Regions from separate parts of the Anas platyrhynchos genome. Here region 2 is linked to region 1. A link is a contact called in public Hi-C data. All regions are on one chromosome and are shown on one strand. The core of a region is the stretch at or near the end of the contact, and the rest is flanking DNA. Distances in the headings are between cores, read along the strand shown. Region 1 overlaps CAP2 (cyclase associated actin cytoskeleton regulatory protein 2). Region 2 has its middle 12 kb from the start of STMND1.

Evidence for each region. A called contact is a pair of places that touch in the nucleus more often than the background predicts.
Region 2: a contact with region 1 is called in a Hi-C map of skeletal muscle, with 5 times the contacts expected there. The contact joins two enhancer-like sites. A contact is called at or near these places in 4 of 8 Hi-C or Micro-C datasets (F1 follicle, liver and skeletal muscle).

Annotation. Positions count from the first base shown.
Region 1 is chr2:106,744,343-106,750,556 of IASCAAS_PekinDuck_T2T, forward strand. All of the region lies in intron 7 of CAP2 (cyclase associated actin cytoskeleton regulatory protein 2), which reads right to left. Among named protein-coding and RNA genes, the nearest start is that of FAM8A1, 18 kb to the left of the region's middle. Within about 2 kb of position 2,334, at least 1 of the 8 cell types and tissues checked has an H3K27ac peak or open chromatin away from gene starts, as enhancers often do.
Region 2 is chr2:106,860,551-106,866,764 of IASCAAS_PekinDuck_T2T, forward strand. No RefSeq gene overlaps it. Among named protein-coding and RNA genes, the nearest start is that of STMND1, 12 kb to the right of the region's middle. Within about 2 kb of position 3,526, at least 1 of the 8 cell types and tissues checked has an H3K27ac peak or open chromatin away from gene starts, as enhancers often do.

The sequences.
Region 1 (6,214 bases), core at 1,084-3,583:
TACACAAACACTTACCATACGCAAAAGTGAAAATGTCTCCTTCTTTTCAGAGACCATACTCAGTAAAGCATAACTCGATGTGCATTCAGAAACATACAGAAAATGTTCTGTCCAACAAATAACTGGGAGGATCACGAGCTGTCAGTTACACATAAGAAAGGTGCTAAACTGTATAAAATATGTAAAATGCTGTTCTTCAGACTGTTCAAATAATCTGCAAAGATTCAGATTGTAGCAAAGTGCAAAGCTATGGTCATTCAAGTAATTTATTTATGAAATTCAGTATTGTTTTGATCTCTCAAATTCTTTTTTCTTTTTTTTCTTTTCAGTTGCAGAAGATCACAGCAGCACATGAATTATGAGTGAGGGGCCTTGATAAAGTAAGTAAACCAATCATTCTATTAGTTTGCATAATCAAAAGTACATGTTTTGTTTTGCATTGTAATGCTCATCTATAATATTATCACACAAACAGGAAATGCTGATAATGAGCTGATTAAAATTTTATGTGCCCTACTAATAGAAAAGACAGAATGAATCTGAGAAACTGAGAGTCACTTTTTCCATCCTGCCACTAAGTGTCACTCTGATTCCAAAAACTGCTCATCTAGACAGCATCTCTGCAGCAGAGCACTGTTTCAGAAGAACCCTTGTGAAAAATTAGATTGGTTCTGATGAATTCAGCTACCTACAGGTGTCGTGCATTGCACTAATACATATTTATTAGGGGGGCAGATACAATGGAAAAATGACAGGGGCTTACAGAGTCACAGCTCCTCTTATTGGCCACCTTTGTTAAGAGATACAGGTTGTTAAAAATGCATCCCTGGTAATCAATACTGGGAATAGATATTGCTTAGCAGGACTCAGAGAGTTTTATTAATTTTTTATGACGCCACCCCTTTCTGCTTCCCTCTAAACTGAAACATCAGAGTATTCATCCAGTTTATGCATCTCACAGGAGTGAAAAGTGTAGCTGTTTTTTAAAAAGTAGACTAGTTTTAGCCTGTGGTCCCAAACTGGTGGTGGGAAAGGAGCTGAGTTGCACATGCTTTTTATTCTTCAACATAATTTAAATAAAAACACTTGGCACATTTGAGTACCTAATGGCATGCACCCCTCTCAGTCAGTATGACCCTAGCTGGAGTAGCACAGAGAGGTGATAATATCATTAATTAATGTCTTAATGTAACCCTTCTCTTGGCACACGGGTGTTGAGGATTTAGGTACTGTTGCGTTTGAAGGAGCTGTTTATGGAGTATGTTAGTGATAAATACATTGCAAGATTGTTTGTCACGTTAGTGGCATTAAAATTGTACTGTACAAGAAGATTTGTTGAATTCCTGGTACTCAGGTGAGCAGTGAAGCTGATGTAGTAGCACAGTCTGATTGTTCCTGAATGGATCCGTGATCTCTTAAGGTAAAGAGTTCTCTGCTATTAAATGTTTTTAACCAAATGTAAACAAAGGAGAAGAATCCCCTTTAGGAATGGATTACCATTTATTGTCAAGATGTACCAGAACCAGATGCTGATGTCTCTTAGAGACATGCCATTGTTTCATGGATACGTTTGAGCATTTCTGCATGCATACCTAATAATTAAAGGTTATTATTTTAGACTGGGGACATCTTCCCCACTGGACCCTCGATCTGTGGTGCCTGTCTTCCTGCTGGTGCTCATACCAGTAACATTACCTGCAGCAGAGTCAGCACAACGGTGAATTACTATAGTGAAAAATGAACGTAAGTGGATTTAACGGCACAATCAGTTACTGCTGCCTGAGGTGCAGTAGAGATCTTCCCTGTCTGTTGCCTGCAACCATAGCAACTGTATTCACTGTGTCCTGGTTATCCAGAATTATGAACAGTGCATTCACAGGGCTTTTTGAAATACTCAGCTATCTAGAAATGGCACTCACCTTTCACACCGCAGTGTGAACATGCAGCTGTGAACTATGTATGCTCTGTGTGAGTAGATTAATGGTGGTACTGGCAGGAGTGGCTAATAACTTGTGGCTTGAGATAAAAATTTGGACTTCTCATCTCTGAAAGACACTTTATGGCTTCAGTATCATCTGAATGCATCAGTACAGTGCTGTGATTTTCCAGAAAGAGTCACTGTTTGAGGAGCAAGTGTCACCTGGAAGCAGAAGCAGCTGATGCTCTTTTGTAATTAACACCAAATAAATTCTGCAAAGGCTGCGAAGATGCATTAAAGGAAAAAAAAAAAAAAAAAAAAAAAAAAAGCAGCAGCAGGAATTATCTGGGTACTCAGCATACAGCACAGAATGGTGGGTCACTCCACCAATCTCTTTGCTTCAGGTGGCAAGTTGAAGGCCATCACTAATCCATGCAGTAGACTTCAGGCTCAGATGCTGCTGCTGAGCAGTGTATCAAAGGGCAGTTTCCCAAATGGCAACAAAAGTATTGGAACAGCTAGTAACAAAAGCGGAAGGAAATTGAGGGTATTTAATTGTGAGGAGTGGATGATCTCTCTCCCAGAACCCAAGAGAACTACCTAGTGAAAACACAAACAAAATAGATTTTAAATACATCAATAAATCTGGATGTGGTTTTGTGCCTCGTTTACTTTTCGAGAAGGGGCAGAGAGGGAAAAGGATCTGGGCAATTAGAAGCATATTTTCCTTCTATAGCAGTACTAGAAGAGTGGCTCGGGGAAGCCCTCACAGTGGCACAGAAGGCACAGGAGTGAACTGGAAATGCAGCAAACGCTTTGCACTTCTGGCATTCCCTGCATGCCAGGGAGATGGCATCTGCGCTGTGCTCAAATGTGCTGATGCAAAGGGCGGTTTTAAAACCAGATTAGAGGAGTGGCTCCAGGAACTTTCATCTCTGATTAGCTTTGACCCTGATTAATTCATAAACCTCCACGTTATCTACCTAAGTCACAGGCAAGTGGTTTCCTTTTCTTAGTCGCCTTTCTAAAACCACTTAGATCCTCAGGCTCTAGAATATTTCTGAACCAGACTCTTAAACTGTTCTGGTATCTGGCAGTGCTTGTGTATAGTCCTATCCAATTTCAGCTAAAGTGCCCTTCACAAAGTCCATTCATTTCTTTTCTGTATAGGGTGGCGTTTGTGCGAGCTGCTGGGAATAAAATAGCACGTTATATGCCCGCAAAAGTTCATCTTTCCTAACGCAGCAGGTGCTTACCAGCTTTGCTATTTGCAAACAACTCTTCAGATTAGCTTCAAGCAGATGTTAACAACAGTGCATCTTTATACAAAGAGCATTAAGAGCCATTTGGACCAGCAAGGGTGGTTATTTGCAAGCCGCCTTTCTTCCTCTTTTATTTCAGCTGTTTGCCCCGGTGACAGCTGCTGTTCTCAGTGCTGTGGGGTCTGCAGCCATCACGTCAAGTTCTGCTGAGAGCCGACTGCTCTCATCACCACGTTGGTGTGGTCATTTCTTCACCATTGGCACATAGGCCCCGTGTAAGAGTTGTGTAGGGAATAGAGAGCTTCAGCCCCGGCTGGTGGAAATGTAACCCAAAATGAAGCCATTAATGTTTAACCTCTTAGCTTTGCATCACAGTGAACCTGACAGGGTATAAATCTTGGTCCTGGGGCTTTCTGAAATGGTGGAAAAAATGTAATTTTCTGAGTAAAACGCTATCAAGAACAGACGATGCAGGCCCTACAGCCATGCAGTAATAGCTCTGTAGAGGACAGAATATTCCAGAAATTTTATCTCAGGGAAAAAAAATTGTCTTCAGCCTCCTACTAAACGCTGATCTGAAGGGGGTGACAGGAAGGGGTCGGGGTTTGCTCCTTGCTGGATGGCCCAGAGCCACCTGCCAGAGGCTCAAGGGCCTCCCTTGACTGCGCCTCAGCGGCTTCCCCTGCGCAAAGCGACTGAAGCTGCCCACAGGCCTGGCTCTGATGAAGGCCTCTTGTCACGGTGCAAGGGTGTGCAGGATTGCAGCACCACCTCAAAGGATGTTGTGTTTCTGCCTGTGTCTTGTAGGACTGGCAGAAGGACTAGCACTTCTCTTTTTCACCTTGCTCTCAACCTAGCTGCCTCAGCGGCATAAAGAAATGACTGTTTCTGTTGAGGCAGGTGGATAGATAAAATTCACCTGTGTCAAATCCCAGTTAATTCCCTTGAAGTTACAGTAGGGATTAATGAAACCCTTTGCTCTAGGTCTTGCCTATTTCTCCTCTGGAGTACAGTGCAACAGAGGTTAGGTGTTTCCCTAACTGTTGTTAGGGAAACAAAATGAAGCCTGTGCACCATGCGAGTGCTCTGGGTGCCATGCTGTCTGTAATTTTGGGTGGCCATATGCAGCTTGACATGTCTTTAGGTCCAAACCCAGCTACTGAGAGACAGTAAGAATTTCTCTTTGTGTCTCATCACAGATGTTAGTATTTCCTGAGCCATGTTTGCTGAGCAGTTCCCTGGGTTAGCCTTCCGTATCACTGGTGTTGTATTGTACTGGGGGACGAGAGGGGCTTATATACCAGGCCCTTTATGAGCAGCCCCAGTGTTTCTCTGGGTTTATCTAGTTTTAGGCTGACACAGTGCAGCACAGGGAACAGGGGAACAAAGTTCTTATGGTAGGAACCGACTGTGGAGCATCTGAGTGGCCACCCATCTCTTGTAACCGTAATGGTCCTTTTTATGGAGGACAAACAAATTACAAATATTTATACAATGCATATAAATAAATTATATATATAATATATATATATATATATTGCCTGTATATAACATAAAGTACCTATGTTATTAGTCAGTCATGTTAAGTTGCAGGTATCTAGTTGTGGCTGAGGCAACAGGTGGCTTAGATATTCGTATAAAATCCCTTCCTTGATTTATTGAAAAGCCTCCTTTTCAAGGCAGCAGGTAAGCAGAAATCCTAACAGGGACTGCATTCTCCTTAAAAATAAGGTCTCTCTGTTTTCCATCTCTCCCCCTTTTTAGTAATCCTGGTTTCACACCTAAAATGATTACAGCATTCTGTATTGTTTTTCCTATACATATGTACAGCCGAAGACAAGAATCATGAAGCTCAAAATATCATGTATCTACCTCTGGGAACAGGTGGGCTGTGACTTAGGGGCACAGAGCTCTCGTTAAGGTGTGTTTTGTGTAAAAGTAGCTTAGCACCACAGTTCCATTACCTTCTGTATTTAAGCCACCTGTCTGCACGGGGTTATGCTGCCCTCAAATTTACCAGACAAAACAGCTGACTTGCAGGGCCTGTAATCTTCGAGAGTTAGAATACAAAACAACAAAAAACAGACGAGGCTCTTTTTGCTTGTTACTGGGGCTCAGCAGAATTACTTATCTGTTGAGCTTGCAAACTTGGAAGCCCCTTTTAATACACTTCTGCCACTTGTCACCTGTTCAGGGTTTAAAATGGTGCTTACATCTTCACAGGTACCCAATCAAAAACGTTTTACCCAGCCAAGGTCTTCTAAATTGATAACAGGAGGCTTTTGCTGGCAGGAGCTGGTCTTTTCAGCTTATTCACCGCAGTGCTAAGAGAGGTGATACCTTACAGGAAAGTATTTTGATAGCACAGGAGAGAGGCAGAGCTATTTTATAGGAAAATGTGTGGAAGCTATTATTTTAGACAAGCATGAAATGGCCAAGGTCTGTACTGAGACTAGTATAATTGCACTCAGACAGGCTAATGGAGGAATTACGATGGCTGTTCTCAGTGGTTCTGAGCCACTTGTGCAACCTGTGGAGAATTTCAACTTTTAAAGAGTGTTTTTAGAATACTATATAATTAGTTATAAATATATATATATATTTAAATGGAAGGAAAAAAGTCTTGAAGGTACAGTATTGGCTTCAATGAGAACAGGATATAAATAAATCTCAACTGCTTCAACTGCATCAACTGCTGCACAGATGCAGGCTTCCTCTTTGTTTATTTTGATTCGTAAATGGGGGTGGGGAGAGGGGCATAATATTCATCACTTGAGTGAAATTCTCTATTAAACCAAACACTGTAAAGAAGTTCACCTCTATTTTCCTTGTATTTCTTCAAATCCTGCTGGCAAAATTTGTCCTAAATGACAACTTTATACAAAGAGGGAAAACTTACTGCAGCTCTACTTGCAAGGGAGAAGAAAATTTAGGACAATTATCCCTGCATAAGATTTGTTTCTTAACACTTATTTGATGTGCAGGAAACTACAGCAATCTCTCCTTACTGCTGGTTGTTTTCTTGCTGCAAAGT
Region 2 (6,214 bases), core at 2,276-4,775, 120 kb after region 1:
CTTAAAATATAAAATAAATTGTTTTTGCAGTCAGACAACAGCCATTAGCCTGCTGATGCTTAAATTTAGTTAAAGAACAGCTTTACATGCATAAATGAAACACTTTTTCAAGTCCTCCTAGCCAAGCTGTAATCCTTTCCTGCCTCTTGGGAGCATGCACTAGGCATAAACTCAGACTGATGGATTCTAAATTCATTGGATGAATTTAGGAAGCACATTAGAAAAAGGGAAGAGTGAGGAAAAAAAAATAAAAAAATAGAAGAATTCAGGGTTGCCATCAGCTTTCTGATAATATAAATGTTTGTATTTACGTCTATACCCATCTGCTGACATGAGTAATTCTTCAAATATCTCTCAAATAATCTATATATACTCTATTGTTATTTCCTTAGTAATCTGGCAAGGGACATCTGCAGTCTCTGGAAAAATAAAGTCATTTGCCATGAATTTGGCAGACTATGGTACTACCAATTTTGATAAATAGTCTACAGGGGAAAAAGTGAGAAAGGGTAAGACCTGATAAGTGTAATTTAGAAACAAACTAGTTTAACTTTTCATTTTAAAAGTGACCCTCTTTCATTTTTACAACGAGGTTTAAAATCTAGAGTCTTGAAGCTAAATTGAATAATTATCCAATTCCTTATCCAACCCACATGATCTTTTTTCATTTATTTGATGCAGACCCTGAAGTGAAAAGTCCATTATTCAGTCAGCTCCAAAGGGTGTTAGCTTGAGAAGCCAGAACAGGGAACAGAGGTGGGAGAGCAGGGCAGAGTGGAAGGAGTGATAAGCTCAGTACTAGCTGTTGGTTGACATTACAAAGATTGTTTTTGTCAAGGGAAGAGGTGGAAATATCCTCTGTCCTTTTCTATTTTTTGTTCTTTAAAGAAAGTCAAATTTCACAGTGGCATTCCCAAATGATTAAAAGCTATGTACATCAGGCTTCGCTCTCCCTCCAAGTTACCTCAAGAATCATGAGGCTGTTATCTTCAATATCCTTTTCCCCCTCCAACAAGGTAACTTCTTTTCTTCTTTTGTTTATGTTGACTTAAGCTTCAGCAATATGACACTGGAATTATAGGCTTTTAGTGAAAATCTTGAAAAAGAGTATATCTTGGTTAACACTGTCAGTCAAAGAAGTAGGTACAAACATCTAAGAATGCATCTAAGAATGTGTCCTCCAGTTATTTATCGGCAGTAAGTGCACTGAATCCAAAACGTCTTGTAACACAGCCTGATAGTTTCAGATGGGAGCCCTCCAGAAGGCATGCCTGCATCTTTACAAAATACTGATCTGGAGCTAGCTTGACAGCTCAAATTCCAAGTGGGCTATCTGATAACTTCGTGGGTTGAATATAAGCAATGAAAGAGTCCAGAAGTTTGCCCGCTGCTCCATCTAGTGCTTGTATCTTATAGGATCATGAAGTATCTTTTTCTTCTGAACTCTAATATCCTAGGAGAGGCATGGATATGGCAAGGAGCAGCTTAACTTCTAGGGAGCACTTCTTTTCCACTGGCTTCCTTGCTCATGAGGGCTCTCTGTTAGAAAGCCTTCTCTTTTACCAGCCTCTCTTCTGCCTGCCAACCTGCTGCAGTGAACAAGTGTTCCCAAAGGCAGGCTGAACTGCCTTTGCAAAGGGGTGATCCTTCAGGAACATTTAGGGGAAAAGAAATATATAAAGCATGAGACATATTGATTGCTAGGGTCGTGGTGATAAAAGCACAGTATTTATGTCAAGAATTTTGGATCCGGTTTAATGAATTTTGTATTTAAGATGATTATTTCTAAACTAAAATAGCTTGTTTATACTCAGTAAGTGTCAAATCATGGAAAAGTTAAGTCTCTTGGCAGTATAGTCAAAGGGACATAATGTAGAGGCTAGAAGACGGAATATCACAGTGGTCAGAAATGTGGGGAAAACATAGTTTCACACAGTGTCCGCTCTAGAAGTGTAAACAGTGGCAAGGAAGGTTTCTGAGTATAAACTGAATTGTCATAAATTACTTTGTCAGAATTGTCTCTGTTAGTTTTTACTTTGGCCAACTATCGCTTCCCAGGCAGTTCCCAATCACAATTCAGAAGATATTCTAGGTCAAGGACCACTCCCATATACAGATGCACACGTGTTTTGGTGAAGAGAGAATTTAATAAGATGGTTGCTGGTGTTCCTTTCCATTTGGCCCAGGCATAGATGTTTTCCCAAAGTGTAGATGAAGCCCCAGTGTAATGCTGTGTAACTGAGAATTTTGATCCCTTGCAGACCTAGCCTGAGAGCTTTGGCTCTGTAACTCCTACTATAATAGTTCATGTTTCTATCCCTAGGCATCCAGGGAGTGTGGTAGGAAAGGAGATGGCTCTCACAACCATGCTAGAGTACATCAGAAGGAAATTTTTAGTGTCTTATATTACTTTCTACATTTTGTAATTCTACAGCTGGACCTATACATTCGATTTTTAAGTATGACTCTAGTCTAACTAGCTCTTAGAGATGTCATTGCTAATAATCATCAACTACTACATCACTAGCTGGCCTTACTATCTTCCAGAATATAAATAGGATCAAAACAAAGGAAGCAGTCATATCAGCATACTATAATAGCCAGGCACTACATGTTGCCACAACACACTAAATATTCTCACCTGGAACTGAGAAATTTTTCTCCATGCTGTCTTTGTAAAACTCTTTCTGAATTTATTTGTTTATCTTCCTCGTTTTCTTTCTCTCACTTTCCTCTCCTCCAAAACAAAAGCAATTCTTGCCCTAAAACTGCCAGAGAGGAAGAATGGACCTAGCACCTGCCAGAGATGTCAAGTATTGAGAATAAGAAATGGCCCGTTAAAGACAAAACCCTGAAGAAACAAGAGAAAACAAAGTGGAGTGGGAAAGTGCTTGTAGAGAGGAAGCCCATTCTGCTGCTTGTATATCCGTCAGGTCTTTATTTCAGAACAAATCACTCCACAAAATAAAATCCCAGGCAGAAGCGTTAATGGGGTAGCCGTGAGTGAGGGCACTCGTGGGTCACGCAGCCGGGTAGGACATTTGTACCCTGCTCTGTCCTCACCCTCCCAGAGATAGCCTCTATCAACTTGTTTGGAAACACATCTCCGGAGCTGGCTGCTTCATGGCAACAGGGAGGCTGGGACCGGAGCTTATGTACGCTATCTCGGCAGGAGAGCTCCATTAATATCCCTGACAAGATCTCTTTATCCTGTGCCTTCCTAATCTGCAAGACAACAGGGAAAGAGAGGGAATTCTCTGAGCTAAACTGAGTCCCTGCTGCGTGCGATTGTTACCGTTTTTACTTTGTAAAAGTTGTGTCTTTGTTTTATCAGATGCTTTGATTTTTTTTTTCAAAAGGAGAAGGAGGGAAATATTTTTGTTATTCCTATTCTGGGAGGGGTTGCGCAGCAGAGGCTTCTATGTCCTAAAACATGCCAGCATCCAGCCCTCCCTCCTCATGAATCCTGCCCTCTCCCTATGCCCTCTGCCCCCAGACTTCCCCTTGTGCATGAAGACCTGGGAGTCTTCTGCCGGTTGGGATTTCTTCAGTATCTGCTTATGCAATCGCTAACGTCTCTTCTCAGTAGTTGCTGGGCCTGTGCTGGGAAGAGAAATGATGGTTTCTCTTCACGAGCTGCCTGAAATTAGAACTTACTGGCTCCTCAAAGGGAAACAGCACTTCTGACAGCACTTGAAAAGCAGCCAAGTTGTTTTGAAATGTCAAATAAACGTAGAAAAAGGAAGAGAGGTTGAAGGGCCCTGATTCAGATTTTTCATTTAGATCCCTCTGTACCCTTAGTACTACACTGAGTAATTAAGTGCAATGTTCTGTATATATAGGAGGTCAGATGACATTATATAATGGCCCTTCCTGGCATGAAGATGTCTGAATTCATGCCAAAGCATCGCTTTTTGTAGCACAATCTTACCCCCACCATGTAACAATTTGGCTTGGTGTTAGGTACATTTGAAGAGGCAGCAAAGCCTGTATGAAACTTTAAGGATTGACTTTAGTTTCATCATTCCAGGTGGCATTAGAAGCGTGCATGGAGCAAATCAGGAAGCAGTGCAGCTTCACGAGAGACAGCTTCTGAGCGCTGCTGCGGCTTGCTGGCCGAGCACCACAGGCTGTTTACAAAACAGAGGCTTATGCAAGATGCTACGGTTTGGATGTTGAGTTCAAACGCTGCAAAATCGGAGGCATCTCAGTTCCTGCCAACTCCTCCTGTCTACTGATCATGAGGGGGTTATTTCAGATTGCCCCTCTTGGTCCAGGTGTGTATTTCCTTTCTCCCTGGAGTCACAGTGTGCAGTGGTCGGCTGCGCCTTCCCTTTTGTGAGAAAGCTGTTTGCCCCAGATGTTGGCACATCACCTTGAAATGGGAGAATTTTGGTTGTCCAGCAGAAAGGATCAGTGTTTTAAACATAACATCCTCCTCCAGCATACAGAGAATTGCAGTGCAGCAGGGACAAGGTAAAGAGTTGTGACGCTGTGTGCTGGAGGGAAAGAGAACTGGGTCAGAGAGAAGAACAGCGCCCGAGGAACAGATGAGGAAGGCAAGAGAAAGGTACAAAATCCTATGCTAGGGGAAAAGAAACACAGCCATGGAGGGAGCAGCTCTGACCACATCAAAGAAAACTACAGCAGCACTCTTGCCTGCCCAGGAATGAACTCGCAAGACAAACACAGGTGTCAGTCTCCAAAGGATCTGACCCTGTGCATTCACATGAACACAAACACGTTATTTCCTTTCCCTCAGACAGATGCAAACCTGTCAGAGCAAAACCTGGCTGTTAGGGAGATGGCTAGTGTGGCTTCGTGTGGCGAAGAGAAAAAGCTAACAGATAATACACTCATAATTTTATTTCTCTTTAATTTCTCTTCATGACATTCTCATTCTCCCTTGTGACTGTGTGAAGGAATCCACATCTTTTAGCTAAGTCTCTTAGGAAACTGTGACTGAAAGGGCCGTTCATCTCAATACCATGCATGCGGTGCGTTTTCCCTTTCCTGTTCAGAAACTCTTGGGGGAAAAACAAACGGACAAATACATAAATAAACACCCCATCTCCCCGCTTGCGATGCCCAGGCACCTGCTTAGCCCCTTTGCTCGGCAGGCTGCAGCCGCCGGCCATGGCCGTGGCGCGGGGCAGGGTGACACCTGCTGGGGACGGAGGAGGGCGCTGAAATGGCGGCGCCTCAGCCAGGAGGGGCCAGCGCCCAGCCCTCATGGCGGCCTGCGGCTGCCTCAGGAGGGGAGCAGAGGGGCAGGCGCCGAGCTCTGCTCTCTGGGGACAGCGACAGGACCCGAGGGGACGGCATGGATCTGGGACAGGGGAGGGTCAGGCTGGGGGTTAGGGAAAGGTGCTGCACCCAGAGGGTGGTCAGGCACTGTCCCCAGTCACTGAGTCAGCTGGAGTTGAAGAAGCGTTTGGACAGTTCTGTCAGACATATGGCTTGATTTTTAGGTAGTCCAGTGTGGAGCCAGGAGTTGGACTCGATGGTGCCTGTGGGTCCCATCCAACTCAGGGTATTCAGTGATTCTGTGATACGAAGGGCCAAATTTTAGTCCCTGCTGAGGCAGTGCATGGAGCCACCGACCTGCACACACGGCTTGGTTGGCCCACAAGAGCTGAGATGTGGCAAAGGTGCCCAACCTGTCCACATGACAGCCTGTGCTACCCTACCGGCTGGCTGCCTTCCCTGCTGGAAGTCCAGTACAACCCTGGAGAAAACGCCTGGCACTGGCGGAGGCCGGGGCAGCAGGTGTGTTGCACTGGGTGGGCGCACTCACACATTTTGGCCAGGTACCAAGCCTGGCCAGGTAGCCTTAGCTTGAAGTACCTAAGACAAAAATCAGCAAACAGCCTGGGTTAACTGTGTGGTAAGAACATATCCTTAGATCTCTTAACTTCTCCCATCTATCAGATTGTTAGATAATTTCAAGTCAGGTGAGGAAAGTTTTTCTGTTTTCTAAATTTGTCTTTTTCCTCTGTATTTCTACTGTTCTTTCCAGGCAGCACAGGGTAATTTTCAGGTTCATTTTTATTTGTTAAGGTCTCACTTATTTTTTTTTCCATAAAAACAACCAGCTTGGCAAGACCCAGAGGTAGACTGAAGTACTAGTCTCTTTCTGATGGGTTTACTCACTCAGCTTCTTAGGTGGGATCCCAGCTCTTGCTCCTCCCCGTAGTGATTTAGCACAAGTCTA